Regions from separate parts of the Bombyx mori genome. Here region 2 is linked to region 1. Evidence: chromatin contacts called from public Hi-C data. All regions are on one chromosome and are shown on one strand. The core of a region is the stretch at or near the end of the contact, and the rest is flanking DNA. Distances in the headings are between cores, read along the strand shown. Region 1 holds the start of LOC101737686 (cuticle protein 8). Region 2 overlaps LOC101740006 (muskelin).

What was found. A called contact is a pair of places that touch in the nucleus more often than the background predicts.
Region 2: a Hi-C map of whole pupa shows a contact between it and region 1, with 1.7 times the contacts expected there. The contact joins the enhancer-like site here to the promoter of LOC101737686 in region 1. A contact is called at or near these places in 2 of 7 Hi-C or Micro-C datasets (both in whole pupa).

Annotation. Positions count from the first base shown.
Region 1 is chr19:2,074,207-2,078,121 of ASM3026992v2, reverse strand. LOC101737686 (cuticle protein 8) reads left to right here and starts at 2,130. Exons shown (of 3, transcript XM_004926934.5): 1 at 2,130-2,280; 2 at 2,595-2,684; 3 at 3,890-3,915. The coding sequence starts at 2,263. All of the region lies in intron 14 of LOC101740281 (guanine nucleotide exchange factor subunit Rich), which reads right to left.
Region 2 is chr19:2,151,229-2,155,143 of ASM3026992v2, reverse strand. LOC101740006 (muskelin) reads left to right here. Exons shown (of 15, transcript XM_062673899.1): 8 at 485-711; 9 at 1,823-1,986; 10 at 2,557-2,695; 11 at 3,045-3,233; 12 at 3,308-3,502. Among protein-coding and RNA genes, the nearest start is that of LOC101737541, 11 kb to the left of the region's middle. Within about 2 kb of position 1,898, at least 4 of the 8 cell types and tissues checked have open chromatin away from gene starts, as enhancers often do.

The DNA of each region.
Region 1 (3,915 bases), core at 881-3,380:
AAATGGTATTTATCTACCTATTTATGAATTAGCCTTTTTAGAATACTGACCCTTTGAAATGTAATGTTACGTATGATTGGCAATAAATTCTAAATTCAAATGAATTTTATTTGTTTAATAATATCGACGAATATTAATAATAATTGTAATTAATATACTAATACGTGTAATTATGTACGTGTAATGCTATGCGAAGAGCTGGTGCTCCAGCTCGTGGTCGCGGTGGCCAACATCAGCCTCTGGCGTCATTCGTGGTCATTGCGAAATAAAGTATAAATAATAACATAATTATAAATGTTTATTTATTTATTAACTACTTTAGTAGCAAGCACATGGCTAACAAAATCCCTTTTTTCAAAAAAGTATAATAAAATTGTTTACTTCTTCTTCGGAAGATAGCAGAAAATAATGGGAAGGTCTTTTGGAAGAATCAACAAAGGGAAGATCTTCCACCGAGCGCGTGAAATCGCTTAGTAAACCGGCAGTCCAAATGTTTTGTTTTCATGAATGAAGGATTACAGGTGGCACGGAGGCCTTTCCAGTTTCACCAGGACAGTGGGCGAGCACGGGCTCAGCCAGGAGGCTCCGAAAGAGACCTAACAACTCGAGGGCAGCTGCTTCGCGAATGCATCTACTACCAGATCAGAATCGCGACCTGCTGAGATGACCCGGCGAGAAACTCGTCGGGCTGATGTATGGAGTCCGAACGCTATTTTTTTTCCTACCTAAGCTGACAGCCTTGCGAGGCTATTTCAGCTTCACCCTAACATGTAGGTGAGCTCACGGGGCTCAAACCTGATGACGTTGCTATCACGAAACCTAGCAAGAGTCGTGCTTTGCGGAATCTACCACCGGATCGGAAACGCGACCCACTGAGAAGATCCGGCGAGAAACTCAGTGGGCTGTGTCTGTGGGGTTAAAGTCGAATGTTATTTTTCGCAACTTGTATATATGTAGACGTATCTTAAAAATGTCGTTGGCGCGAAGACGTCTGTCGAATGTCATATCATCAGTCACTGTTATTATCCCAAACTCACCGAAGCTGTATTAAGGTCATTATTAAGCTGTAATGTTAGTTATTTTTGTAATCTATCGCATCGTGACGTAATATCCTTCTACACAATTTTAATCAGGTTTCAGGTTCAAATGACTGAATGAGCATTCAAGCAAGCGTTTTAGTTTAAGCCTTTTTAGGCATTAAGCAAAGATTCCCAAAAAACGCATATTGGGCTAAATCGACCCCTGAATTTTTCAAGTACAATAGTATTTTTCTCTCCCACCAATATAATTAGGGTATTTTGGAATTTTCAAAACCACATTTGAAATAAATTGTAAAACTAACAGTAACATTTTTGGAGGAGCATTAAAAATAGTAACTGACAACCGAAATTTCAGACTGACTAGACTAGAACAGAAATTAACTGACAGAGTAAATTCGTAATGAAGAACTATTATTTTCTTAAAGAATAACTTTCATGTAGATTTGAGTTTTTTTTGCTCGACAAAATCCTGAGAACTTGGAAAAATTAATAGTTGTAGGTCAAGTGGAAGGAAAGAGAAGTCGAGGAAGATTCCCAACTAGGTGGACGGACATTGTCAAGGAGGCCACAAACACCAGCGACCCGGGCGCCATTAAGCAGGCCGAATGCAGGCAACATTGGAGGAGGCTGGTGCAAAAACTGGACCAAGGTGGTCACGACCCTCAGTAATGAGGAAACGACAAAGAAGAAGAAGAAGAAGATTTGAGTCGAGAGCGCTACTTGATTTTCTACAGGTCTCCCATATAAAAAAGGTGATAAACTCGATTCTTGCAGCGGTCAGTGCTGATGTATAACGAATATGGAGGCATTAACTCCAAATCGTAAAAAAATCAAGTCGAATAATCAAAGTGTCACAAAAATTTGGTGCTAAAAAAAATCAACTATAATAAGTCTATTTCAACTTTATAATTGGACTAATCCAACAAGTTTCTCATATTAACACGGGTCCTAGTTTCGTACGAATCATCCGTGCATATTAATTCCTAAATCATTACAATTTAGGTTCACACAACAGGTATCAAACATGTTATATTGAGTTCAGTTCAAAATTGTAGTGAAAAAAAAACGAAAAAATGAATAAATCGGGCGTGAAATTCGGATGCGCGACACTATGACGACCGGGCCGAATAATTAGTGTTGTATAAAATCGAATCGGCTAATATTTGGTGCATCAGTACACTTCGTTTCGCTCGCTGGAATACTAACTACAAACAACAGCAACATGAAAACTAACGTTATGGTACGAAGTTCATTTACGAATATGGAAACAGCTTTTTCGACAATAAAATTAAAATTTCAAATATGACCCACATGTAAGATAGCATAGTTAGAAAACTGGGCATTTATTAACATTTATGAAAATAAAGACTGAACCATACTTTTTATGTTCAGTACGAATATCGGTCATCCCCTAAAACATAATATGATGTCATTCATTTTATTTTTTGTTTTTTCCAGACCTATTCACTGGTAGCCCAAGAGGCTATTTCAGTTAGTCATTCATTGATGTTTGACGATGTAACGAGTTTACAAAACTAAAACAATATATTCCAGATTGCCTGCCTTTTGGTGTCAGCTACAGCCGTGTTGGCGAACCCGCCAGCGACATTATCCCTGATACCAATTACGACTGTTGACAGAATCGTAAGTGTTAATTTCTGTTTTATTTGCTAGCATAATGAACGTATTTTTTATCCGATCCGTTGTAACCGCGACGAGAAGGTTTGGTTTAATTTTAATGAAAGGATAAACATTAGACATGTGTAAGTAATGCGAGTGATATTACTCGGGTAATATTACTCTACGATGTAATGCAACATCACACATTACGCGAAGGAAACAAACATCACAGTATCACCCAACATGTTTCTTTCTTTGTCGTGTAATGTTGCTTAATACACGAACGGAACCGAGCGACCGAGACAGACCGATCGACGCAAAATAAATGAGCAAGCGACACGGAATTATTCCTAGTGATTTTGAACCGTATGTCCTGGCCGCTAGGTACATTTTTATACCTATGGTACGTCTGAATTTTAATATAGGTATTTGTGTTTATATTTTTCATGCGGCCAGCCGGTAGCTCCCCGCAAGTACTTACTTAATTTTTTATTCGCAACTTTTGTAAAATCGCTAGTCGCTCGTAATTGTTTAGTAATATTTCATATTAATTTTTGTGTTTGATTTGAATTACTTAAGCACTTGTTTGAAGATAGTTTTATTATTTGTTTTAATGCGTGTTTAATAAGTGAAAGAAATAACGGCGTCTAAATGAAAGTACATTCCTCCTTGGATGCACTTTGAAGATATCGCGCCGAAACAATGCATCTACTGCTCTCGTATATTAACATTATTGTCGAGCTCAATTTGCAGTCTAAGTCGCCCTATGAAATCCGTTCATCCCACAATAAATTATATTAAGTAAAAAATAAAATTATTATATTATTAAGTAAGTCAATCTGTCAAGTAATATAACAGTGTATTACAATACAAAGTTCATACTTTGTATTGTAATACACTACTGTAATGACACACCCGAATCATTACCTAAGTGATGTGTTTATACACATCACTTAGGTAATGATTGATGAAAACATTACACATCACTCTTAACATTACTCGGTGCGTTCAATAGATACTGTGACGACGAATACATTGTATCTATACACCCGAATCATTACCTAAGTGATGTGTTTATACACATCACTTTGAACGCACCGAGTAATGTTAAGAGTGATGTGTAATGTTTTCGAGTAATATCACCTATCTGTAAAAGTGATGTCATATCACATTACATTGGGAAGTGATGTTTTGCGCAAGTCTAATAAACATATTTTTCAATTCTTCAGTCGGATCCGAGCTACAGTTTCAACTA
Region 2 (3,915 bases), core at 649-3,148, 77 kb before region 1:
TGTATTTTCTACATGGATACCAAGTTTCAAGTCAATCGGATTCATGGTTCAGTAGTTATAATGGAACACCCGAAAAGCCACTGCAGATTTATATATATGTATATATAGACTAGCGACCCGCCCTCGCTTCGCTTCGGAAACATGACATTATTGATAGCGGAGTCCCGCGATTTTACCCGCGGTTATTGTCGTACCGCGGGTGACGCCGCCGGGCGAAGCTTGTCTAAAAAAGTAGCCTAAGTTACTCCTTATATCATCAGCTACCTATCAGTAAGTCTCGTCAAAATCGGTCCAGCCGTACGTACCAAAGATTAGCAGGAACAAACAGACAGAAAGACAAAAATTGTAAAAAATGTTATTTTGGTGTATGTACCGTACATTCATATGCATGTAGTAAAAAGCGGTTATTTCAATATTACAAACAGAAACTCCAATTTTATTTATATATTGATAAAATATTCGAATTTGAATGTCCCCTCTCTAGGCACCCTCTATCTGTTTGGTGGCTGGAACGGGACCGAGGACCTGGACGACCTGTGGTCCTACAGCACCAAGGGCGAGCGCTGGACGCTGCTCTGCAGGCACAGCAGTCTCGTCGGCGGCCCCACGCCCCGCTCCTGTCACAAGATGGTGTTCGATCCCGTGCACAGACGGCTCTACACCCTGGGACGGTACCTCGACAACGCTCAGAGGGTGCCCAGCAATATGAATGTGAGTACTGCGGTGACGCATCCTAGTGGTCCCGCAGTAGTCGAAATTAGACTATAATTAATTGAAATTATAAGTATGAACATCATTCATTTGACAATAGAACAAGGTTCTATTGTCAAAGATTATTATACTTCTTCATTCCAAGATTTCGCCAAGACTACACATCTAGACAAATATATTAATAAAAACAAAGAATATTAATCTTTTTTTAAGGGATTTTATGACCTGGTAACTAACACCTTTAAGTCACATCTTATTTTAGTTTATATTCTTATTTTTATGAAAAATGATAGTATGGAGTGAAATGAAATGAAGATGATTAATTTGAGACATTAATCAACCGGGATGAAATTAAATGAAATGAGATGAGATGATATAGGGATGAAATATAATCTCAATAAAAAGGTGGTCCTTTACTGAGATTTTTTCAATGGACTTTTTGGAGGATCCCGAGAAGTTACGTCCAGCGGCTATGTTTCATTTTCCCACATTTGTACACTTTCACAGATATTAAACGATTAATAAACCACCGTTATTACACATTTAAACCCGAAGAAACACTAAATAGACAAAATAAAACAAATCACACAACTTCACTCCTCGCGTTCCCGCCAAAAAGTTCCATATTTACTCATATTCTCAATTTGACCACATACTAAGAAAAATTGGACAATAAACAAATATGCATGCGTATACGTGTCAAATACATGGTAGTATGTGTAATGTTTTTTTTAATTGATTTAATGTATGCATAATTAAAAAAAAATAACATTCTGCACTCCTTCTGTATATTCTGTATTAGTGTGGGAAATTTTATAATTTATCTGCGCAATTTTAGTAAAAAGGGGGTACAATGTTTTTGCTTCACGTGTTAATGTATAGTCCTAACTTTTATGTAACAAGGCGCAACACTATCTTACTAAACGCACTAGATCCCTCGCCACCCTCCCTACTCTCACCTGCAACGCCGTCATCAGCCAATCAAGCGTCATTAAGAATTATTTGAATTTTTGGAGATCGCCTACAGACGAAGAAAAGTTCGGATATGCATTTTGCCTTTCGGGCAAGTGTTACCTGGTGTGATATAATGACTCCCCTCCTCTCCCCCCAGAGCGACCTGTACATGTACGACGTGTGGACGGGCGAGTGGTACCTGGTGTGCAGCGACACGGCGAGCGCGGGGGGGCCGCGGCTGGTGTTCGACCACCAGATGTGCATCGACGCCGACACGCAGACCATATACGTGTTCGGGGGGAGAGTGCTGCCGGCCAACACGTATGTAGTCTTATATTTTACCGCATAGGAAGATACCACTACCATGCGCTCCTACGTAAACGGTGAGAAACAGAACTGAGACTTAGACCTCATGTCTCATGGCACCATGAGCCATGGTGGTATTTAAAATGTTTATTGTTTACTGTGCTTGTTTACTGTACCTTATGTTCCGAAGGGCTGACGCAAAGATGATTCGATGTATTCACAGTAGTTTAGGCACAGGATTATTTTTTCATTTTATAATTTTACACACGCTGTAGGTTGCGACGAGGTCAGTGATCTTTTTTATTATTATTTTTGGTTGTTCTTTAAATTATTGCTATTTAAAGTATGATATGGACTATTTTATACGTGGACTCATCCGTCATGCGAACATACGGCCCACCTGATGGTGAGAGGCTACCGTCGCCCATGGACTTCAGCAACGTCAGGGGCAGAAACAAGCTGCTGCCTGCCGTTAAGTACTCTATGATATATGGAAATGTCATAGCGCTCGGGAAACAAAAACCTTGAACACATTTGAGAAGCACTCGCTTGATTAACACAGTGTGGTGGAATTGTGTGTTACAGTGAGGAGGTAGTGAGCCCGCAGTATTCGGGCTTGTACGCGTACTACATCTCCACCGGCACCTGGCAGCTGCTGCTGGCCGACAAGCACGACGAGGACGCCCCGCAGCCCAGGGTCTCGCACTCCATGCTGTTCCACCCGGTGAGAGCCGGACCACTAGCTTTGATAGTTGAAAACTTTACTGGTGGTAGGACGTCTTGTGAGTCCGCGTGGGTAGGTACCGCCGCCCTGCCTGTTGCTGCCGTGAAGCAGTAATGCATTTCGGTTTGAAGAGTGGGGCAGCCGTTGTAACTATACTGAGGCCTTAGAACTCATATCTCAAAGTGGATGTCCCATTTACGTTATAGATGTCTATGGGCTCCAGACATCCAGTAACCACTTAACACTAGGTGGGCTGTGAGCTCGTCCTCCCATCTAAGCAATAAAAAAAACCTCGAAACTTAAAAATGCTTTTGTGGCATGGGTGGATGACGTCAGCGTGTGTGCGCAGGTGCAGCGGCGCCTGTACATATTCGCGGGGCAGCGCAACAAGGAGCACCTGCTGGACCTGTGGTGGTACGAGGTGGGGTCGGGGGCGTGCGGCGCCTTGTGCCGCTGCGGTGCCGCGCCGCCCCCCGCCGCCGGCTTCACGCAGCGCGCCACGCTCGACCCCGACACCGACCAGATGTTCGTGCTGTCCGTGAGTGACCCTCCGCGCGTACTCGTGTCTTGTCCTGAACGTTGATATAATCTATGTATGTATTCCTCTCGCAGGGCATGAGCAAGGAGAAGGAGAAGCGCGTGTACAACACTCTGTGGGTGCTGTCGCTGCGCACGCGCACGTGGAGCTGCCTGTACCGCGCGCACGCCCCCCCGGCCCCCGCGCCCGCGCCCGGCGGCCCCGCCCCCACCTCGCGGGCCCCCACCCCCCGGTTCGCGCACCAGCTGGTCTACGATCCTAACACCAAGGTTACTGAGCGTTTTAGCGTTACGCCAAGTTCTTTGTAAACCTAGCCCGTAGTAATCTGGCGCGCACAGCATGGCGGCGTTGGTGGTTATGCGCAAAGCCGACCCATCTGCGAGCGCCCTCAGGATCTCCTCCTCGATCTATATCGTAATTAAAGTAATTTCATAGTTATGTTCAATTCAAATATGACGTTTATTTATTATTCAAATAAAAGATATATTTTTAATTACTAAGAGTCCACTAGTCACTTGTGGAAGAGGAGTACTAAGAAACTATTTTTTTTATGTAAAAAGAGACCTGATAACTGTTTAATTGCGCACATTACTTAATGTACCAGCCAGGCGTACAAGCCAAAGATCGCAATAAGTCGATTTGAAGTTAAATATTTATGTATGTATGTACCCGCTCCGGCGAC